2 separate regions of the Zea mays genome follow, and region 1 is linked to region 2. Evidence: chromatin contacts called from public Hi-C data. All regions are on one chromosome and are shown on one strand. Each heading gives the region's core, a stretch centred on a gene start, on an enhancer-like site or on the middle of the called end of the contact. The rest is flanking DNA. Distances are from core to core; before and after follow the strand shown. Region 1 holds the start of LOC100384660. Region 2 has its middle 16 kb from the start of LOC100216636.

What was found. A called contact is a pair of places that touch in the nucleus more often than the background predicts.
Region 1: a Hi-C map of root tip shows a contact between it and region 2, with 4 times the contacts expected there. The contact joins the promoter of LOC100384660 here to the enhancer-like site in region 2. A contact is called at or near these places in 2 of 25 Hi-C or Micro-C datasets (root tip and tassel).

What each region holds. Positions count from the first base shown.
Region 1 is chr4:182,304,839-182,308,863 of Zm-B73-REFERENCE-NAM-5.0, forward strand. LOC100384660 reads right to left here and starts at 1,829. Exons shown (of 2, transcript XM_008679477.4): 1 at 960-1,829; 2 at 704-895. The coding sequence starts at 1,245. The coding sequence ends at 804.
Region 2 is chr4:182,104,256-182,108,346 of Zm-B73-REFERENCE-NAM-5.0, forward strand. It overlaps a transcript of LOC100216636 not described here. Among protein-coding and RNA genes, the nearest start is that of LOC100216636, 16 kb to the left of the region's middle. Within about 2 kb of position 1,611, at least 14 of the 20 cell types and tissues checked have an H3K27ac peak or open chromatin away from gene starts, as enhancers often do. A contact at or near this core is called in root tip and tassel, where this site is marked.

The sequences.
Region 1 (4,025 bases), core at 579-3,078, 200 kb after region 2:
ATGCAAGTGCACTTTGTCGTGGTTAGATCTGAGCAGTTTTGTTGCGTACGGTCAAATTTGAGGACGATGGCATCACTGAGGCCACAAATGTAAAATTCCCTAAATAATATTATGTCTTCAAATAAATTTATTTTAAAAATAGATTCTATAACTAAACTAATGCTACTTTTTATTACAAATGTCTGTATTTTAATATAGATTTAGTCAGAATTTAGACTGTTTGTTTCCTTCAAATTTAGACTGTTTGATTCTTTATAAATTTAGTAGAGACCTGGCTGAACCTTGAGCCCTTTAATTTGATTTTGAGGACCTAAGTAGATATTCTGCTAGAGTTGATATTAAAAAAAACATATTTCTGGAAACTTTGAGAGCCTAGATTACACTACAGACAGCTTAACACCTTTTAAGACTTTTCGTGGACCGAGGGAGTAGCAGGAATTAGGATGTAAAAACTATAGTACATTGGTTAAATGAATCATGTTTTTAGCAGTAATTGAAAGCATCTAAACTCTGCTTGACACCTAAAGAAAGAAGTATCTATACTATTCTATAAGCCTATCGACAAGAACCACAGTTTGCTGGAACGTTATTCTCAAAAAAAGGGAAAATTGCTGGAACGTTTCAAGTTTTACGGGAATCTCGCAACCAGTTACTACAAGCCGATTATCTGAATGAAACCAGTTAAGAAAATAGTGATATCAGATCTTGAATTTACACTATAAAACTGCCCCAATTCAACCGAGCAGATCATCAGAAATCCAGAATTATCAATAACTATCTAACGTGTGCATCCCGAACTAGGATCACCACACCGGTCTGTCATGACCATGAGAACCTACAACAAAGCAGTGCTCCTCGTCCTTGCCATGGTGATGGCGGTGCTGTCGACAGGTAACTACCCATAAGCAGGACTGCTGGTGACAATACCGTATAGTGATCTGATCTCCATTTCTCCCTGCAGGGATCTGCACGGTGCCGGCGCCGGCGCCGAGCTTGGAGGAGTTCCCGACGACGACAGAGAACACGTGTGTGAAGATCCTCGCCGACAGCGGCTGCGTCCGCAACCACAAGGCGTGCCACGACAACTGCTTCATCAAGCTCAAGGGCAATGGCGTGTGCCTTCGCGACGCGTGCTGGTGCTCCTACACATGCAAGCCATCGCTGCTGTCGCCGCCACCGGCGGCCCAGTGAAACTGCCATACAGGGCAGCGGGACGCCGAGATGACGTTCAGATTTGTGTGACATCCTAGATTCCTAGTATCCTCCTAGAGGCCGGCGGTGTCGCTTGCCATGAGGCATGCTCGAAATCGAGAATAATTTTAGATGGATGAGTTCGTGTCCAAGCCTTGCGCTTCGAGAATTGTGTGCCAACACAACGGAACGGACACACGTTCTCTGAATTCATGTATGGAATAGGTCGAACGTGTACTCCAGAGAATTCCGCGCGCTCGCCAGTCTTCCTAGCTCGTCGGCAAACCAACGGATACTCGGCGTATTTTGGATGAGCTCCTCTAGTCCTCTCTCCTCTGTTAGATGACTGCTCTTAATCCATTTAAATGCTAGTATATTGTATCTATTTTGTCCATCGGTCATCCCGTTTGATCGGGCGTTTAGCCTGCCCTGAATAAACGGCTAAACTATAGGTGACTAACTATTTAGGTTAGGTGAACACATGCCTAGTAGTATGTGGTGTTCAGTGGTCCAACTCATGTATTTCTTGTGTCAATGCACACTTTACTTGTCAGTCTCGCAATGCGACTGTTAGGGCCTGTTTGAGAGAGTTTTGCTTCAAAAACTTCAGCTTTGGTTTTCCAATTTCACTATAAAACAACTCCAGCAAATTGTTAAGGTGAGTTCCAGAAGCGTTTGGTTTGTATATGGACTCCAACTTCTATAGTACAATTGATTTGTGTGGGTTTCCTTGATTACCCTTGATGATTAGTGGGTTGTCGCCAGAGAGAACGGAAGTTGTATGTTGCGTAACCAGTGGCATGGTGGGTAATTTTCGTACAGCTTCATGAGGAGATATAAAAACAGTGTTTTTGAAGCACCCTCTAAGGAGCTTCATGAATTTCATGAAACGGGCCTCTAGTTTCGATTTTTTTTAAAACTAAAGCTCGTGGAGCTGGACCTGTTTGGGTTGAAGAAGTTCAAACGAAATTGAAATTCTTGAAGTGGAGCTCTCCCAAACAGGGCCTTACTACGGTGGTTAGAGCTACTTTCGTTTCCTTAGTTTTTAGTAGGAGAAATAGGAATGCAGTGACTGTAATCTGTTGGCTTAATGCATCGTAGTTTTCTTTGGCGGCCATTAAAAGTATATATGCATATATACTACTTTGGAAAGAAATAAAGAAGTGTCTGTACCTGTTGACATCTGAATCTGATATATATATAGTAGGCCATGCATACATAAGCGGCCCACAGAAGAGGTTTGTTTTTGTAGCGAATCAGGCACATAAGGTTTATAACTTTACATTAATAAGGAAGAAGATTTGGCCTCACAAGCAATGGCTCTGAATTGCAGCGAGGTCTTTTTTTTTTAATTGACATGTCAAAGCATGATATATAAGCGAGCTAATCAACCTGTTTTCCAGTTTCTGACGAAACAAAACATCGGAAAGTCACCTTTACGCCCCCGTGACTCGCTCGCTCCATCCTCCAAGAGACGGGAGAGTGTTCACATCTGCCATTATTGTCGGAAACACAGGCATTGCCACAAATAAAGCATGCATGCCTGAGCTCTGAAAGCCACCCGGCCCGGCCCGCTGTACGTACGGCTTCCTGCTGCTTGCCGTGGGCTGCCGCAATCCTGATGCGACTCCTCCCCCAACTTGAGACGACAGCGATCCATCTGTCTGCCATCGCGTTCCCCGGTCATGGCAGCTTCACACTCACACAGCGACGTCGCCGTTTCCCGCGCGGTAGCGGTAACATGCATGCAACACCTCGCGATTCTTTTGCTCCGTTTCAACGCGCCCCCTGGCCGGCCGCAAGAGCTGTGTGCCTTTCACGCGGGGGCGAAAACACCCTGCTGGTCCCCGGGTGCTGGACCGACGTCGACGTACGTGTAAGGCGCCCAGATCGGCCACGACGGAACGCGGCTCACTGCACGGGATCGGTGGTGGGCGGCGCGCGACCCCATCGGCCGAATTTTTTGTATTTTAGCCCTTAAACAGAAATAAATTCACGTTTAGACCTAAAAAAATTTTAAATGCAGTTTTGTACCCTTAGCTCGGCGTCATAGCCTATGGCGCCGAGGTAACACAGCTCGGCGCCACAGCCTATGGCGCCGAGCTGTGACGTGGCCGCAACGGCTAGCTGCGTCCAGGGCTGACCTGGCGCTGACGTGGCGGCGGCGCGGCCTCGTAGCTCGGCGCCACAGATCTTGGCGCCGAGCTACGAATTCCTATAAAAACGCCCGCGCGGCTGGCTAAGAGCAGCTCATTTCATCCCATTTCCAAACTTCGTAAAAATTTCCTGGATTCAAAGATTTGAGTTGGTTCACTTCGTAGACCAAGGTATGATTTCGAACTGATTCGTTTTGTATATTAGGTTTTTAGTTTAATAATTTGTATACACCTATTATATTATCATTTCGATTATTAGTTTGTGTAAACTTATTATAAAGCATATTAGGTATAAGTGATAATTATAATCGTTTATTAGATGAAAGACATGTATCGAGAGGCGTTGTGGCAGAAGAGAGGTCGTCCTCGGGAGTTATATCCAGACGTATCTAGTAAGGATGCTCCTGTTCCTCCTGAACTCCCCGTGCCTAACTGTGACTGTGGCAGACTGGCTTGGGTACATCAATCACAACATCCAGACACGGCTGCTCGCTGCTACTACCTTTGTGGCACTTTGGACGTACGTAGCTTATGACTTATCACTTAATTTTGTTCGCATTCATTTTTTTGTAGATATGTAATAGTGCATCTTTCCATTATTTTAGGGACATGAGAGGTGTTTCTTTTTCCAGTGGATCGATGGTCCTGATAAATTTGACCCTCGATATCTTCTTTTCG
Region 2 (4,091 bases), core at 361-2,860:
ACATGAATGCGTCCATTTGGCAAATCTAAGCGTGCAATGGGACATCGAAGAAAATGTAATAATTCGTGGTACTCCCTCCAGGCCGAATCAGTTGACGCTATGGTATTTAATAACGGTCGAGCTTTCTTATTTTAAACTGGATTTGTAGAAATATTAACAATATTTGTATTATTAGAAAAGTTTATTACTAAAACAGATTCAGAGATTTATATAACAATACTAGTTATGTGCTTTGAGACAGTGAAATAGGGGAATGATTGATTATTGAGAGCAAGTCTCAGTACATATAGGCAAGGAAATATAATAGGAAGCAGATCGTTGTTTAATACAATCAACTAACCAAAACAAGGTCGAGGCGCGCATGGCAACATGTCGTCTGTGCTGTCGTCTACTACCCTAACCCAAGGGACCTACCTAACAGAGCAAGATCCCTTTCTAATATATATATATTAGCTCACGCTATCATATGTTATATTTGGTTAAAGAAAAAAATGGTTTTGAGAAACTTGAACGTCAACTACTTTAGAATGGAGCAATATGTTAAGGAACCTAAAAGCTATACCGTGGCAAAGCAGTGTCAAAGAGCATCTTCTCTGTCTTAATGATGATGGTGATGATCCGATTTCGCAAATCCACAACGTTCAGGAGGAAAGTCATTGGCATAGTGAATTTCCAGACGAACTTTATGCAGCATTGCCATTCTTTCGGCTACAGTAGGCAAGGTGCTGTAGGCTGGTAGCGTCGAAAGAAGAGTTTGGTTTCCGAGCTCCTTAGCCCTGAGTTCGCTCACGGCAAAAGCTGGACAGATTCAGACAGAAAGCCCAAACTGGACGTATCCTCTAGGCCAGGGCCCGTCCTTCTCTTAGGACAGTGACTAATCATCCTCCAAAGCCTGCTGCTTCATCAGCAGCAGCCATGGTTTGGCCGGAATGGCACTTTTGACCGGAGGTTTTGGAATCTGCATCCTGCGACGCAACGCCAACGCGGGGACGGCGGGACGGGAGACGTTGAGCGCTTGGAGCCAGCCGTCCAGGACTCCAGGTCCCGCCGTGGGCTGCTACAGTTCGCGTTCGTGCGTGCGCACAGGGAAAGGACCTTGCGCTTGCGGGGGGTGGCAGGCGCGCAGTGAATGTGCCTGCCACAAGTACCAGGACCTGCACCAGCAAGCGCTTTCGGGCGTGTTCGGCTGGCTGCAAGCCGACACTGTTGCAGCTGTTTGGATTGCTGCAGCTGCAATCCATAGAGAGAAAAATACTGTAGAAGCCGCAGCCGCAGCCAGATTGCAGCCGCAGCAAGCCGCAGCGAACAAGCTGTTCTTTCATTCATTCAACCAGTGGTCGTCACACTGCCCGTCTGTCTGTCCCTCACCCTGCCCTGCAGGCTGCAGTCTTTCTGACCGCCCCTTCCGGCTCAGCCGCTGCATGTGCTGCTGGGCAGGGTCGCCATGCCGCAGACAGCGCTACAAAGCGAGAGGCAGGCAGGCAGGGGGCAGTGCGATGGGGAACGAGAACGACTCGAGAAAGACCGCCGACGCCGTGGCCCGTGACCGTGCTACCCCACCTTGTGTGAGACTCCTGACGAGCGCGAGCTGCGCCTGGAAAGGCGCTGCCCTGCCTGCCTGCCCGACACGACTGCCTCCTGATGCTACTGCCGCAGCGCGGCTCGCTCCCATCCCACCGGCCAGACGTCGCCCTGGCGAGCCCGGCGGAAGGCGACGAAGACCGCGGATCCTCTGCGGTAGGGGGTGTCAGCTGTGGCCTGTGGTGGGCATACACCGGCACGCACGTATGGCCGCGCACGGCGCATTACGCCGCACCAACCAGTGTCGCGGCCGGCCGTTGCGAACCAGCTGCTTAGATTGCATGTAGAATCTAGATCACGGTCTTTCTCTACGTGCGTCCAGAGACGATGGGACAATGGGTGCCTCGTGGTCCTCGGGCATAGGTCCTGGACATCAAACCCGCCGGAGCGGCCAATGGCTGAATGCCGCTGATACGGCGAGTCATCAGACGATGCATGCACCCTGCTCCTGGGGTGCCGACAGGCCCCCACACTGACACTATCGTCGTCCCCCCCTCGCTCGTGCTCGAGCTGCGCCGCGCCAACTCATCCGCCACCGATCTCTCGGTTGCATTGCATTGCATTGCATGCGCGTTCCAGTGTTTCCAAAGACGCTTGTGAACGCATGTAATAAAAGTGGTTTGGGTCGCTATACGCTCCCCACTAGCCCAACACCAGCAGGCAGCAGCCAACCAACCAACCAACCACGGCATCTCCATTTACAACAAACAGGCCACAGGCACGGCAGCAAGCAAAAGTGGGAGGGGGTATAATGGGAGCGTCTGCGTCTCCTCCTCCTCCCCGACGCGCTGTGGCAGCGTCCGTGCATGACAACTTGACAAGCAGCACGCTTGCACTGCATGCCCACTGGCTGACGGCTGACCGGACCAGCCGGAGCCCGGAAGCGTAGCGTGCAGACTGCAGTGAAAGGCATGCATGCGCGCTGCAGGAGGCAGCGGCAGCAAGTGACCGGTCCTGATGCCTGATCCGTGCCAGAGGGGGGGGGGGAGAGGGAGAGGTGACTGGCAGTCACAGCCTGACCAGCCAGCCAGCGGGCGCGGCAGGTGCAGGTGCAGGTGCAGGCGTCAGCGTCTCAGCGAGGCGAACGCTGGCTGGGAGCCTGCTGCTGCCTGGGTTAGGGGAGGACGTCCGGACCGGGCGACGACATGGGGCGCAGGCGTGCAGTCACTGAACGTATGCCATGCATCAGTTCTGCGAAACAGCCAGGTGGGTAGGCCTGCGCGCCATCGCATCTGACTGACCGCTTCTTTGACTCGTCATGGAAGGGAGAGAGAGAGAGAGAAAGAGGACTGCTGCTGCAGAGGAGAGTAGGAGACGCCGCGAGGCAAGGCAACAGCCAACAGTGACAGCCAACAGTGACAGTCATGTTTGCGTTGCCGCTCCAGCTGGGAGTGGGACCTGGGGTGATGCGGTTTCTCTCTACTCGCTTCCCGGTCCCTTCCCTTGCTCGTTTCCATTCCATTTCATCTGGCGTAGCGTAGCAAGCAGAGCCCAGACCAGACAGAGGGAAGGGAAACCGAGGTCAAAATGAGGTAGCTGCAGGGTTTGGAGCCGCACGTACTCACGGTGGATGTGGATCCTGTTCGCGGTTGGCTAGTTGCTCTCTCTCTCTCTCTCTGGGTGTTTTCGTTGGCCGTAGCAGGAATGGGTAACGACTAGTAGTGGCCCTTTTCGCCTGCATGCATGATGCATGCCGGGCATGCTTGAATCATGTGCTTCCAAGTTTCATCTGAAGAGAGAGAGAGAGAGAGAGAGAAACGTGGGCTTCTAAGAACAGTTCCAAAGCCTCATACCTGTGATTACGCAGTGGATCGCTAGCGGCGTGCATGCCTTTGCCTGCCCTCATCTGTCACGGCCAAAAGAACGCCCTCCTACTCTCCTAGTGGCCTCCCTTCCCTGTTCCCTCCAGCTCCACGCTGCCCGCTGAGGCGCATGTGTGCATTGGACAACGCATTATTTTTTACGTATTGTGGATGCCAGTCTTATTTCTATTATGTTCAGCCAAAAAAAATTTCTCTCTAAAAAACTAACCCGTCAAAACGTGAGATATACCACTAACATGCATCATTTATTATGTTTACTTTAAATTCTCTGTAAAACGACCCTACGATTTATTTATTTTTTGGACGGAGGGGGGCAGCACAGTAAGTATATATCTCTGTTTTCCCTTGGCTGACGGGTCAAGGCACATCATCATTGTATTGGCAGAGTTTCGCTATGTGGTGCTGTCTATCTGTCTGTCTGTCTGAGCCAATGCATGATGATCGCTCGCACGGCCTCGCCGGGACAGCGGTCGGATTATCTCATCTGAGCCCTAAAAGTGGCCCACGGTTGCAGGCCCGTCGTTGGTGTCAGTGAGAGCAGACGAGCATCGCGTTGCCCTTGCCGCCCCTGGCCCCCTTTTCTGCCAACTTTGACCAGTCCCCGTACGGGTTGTGATTTGTGAAGCCTCCCCCTCTATGCAAAAAAGAGATAGAGACGTATCGTTGAAGTTTTTTATGTTTAATCAG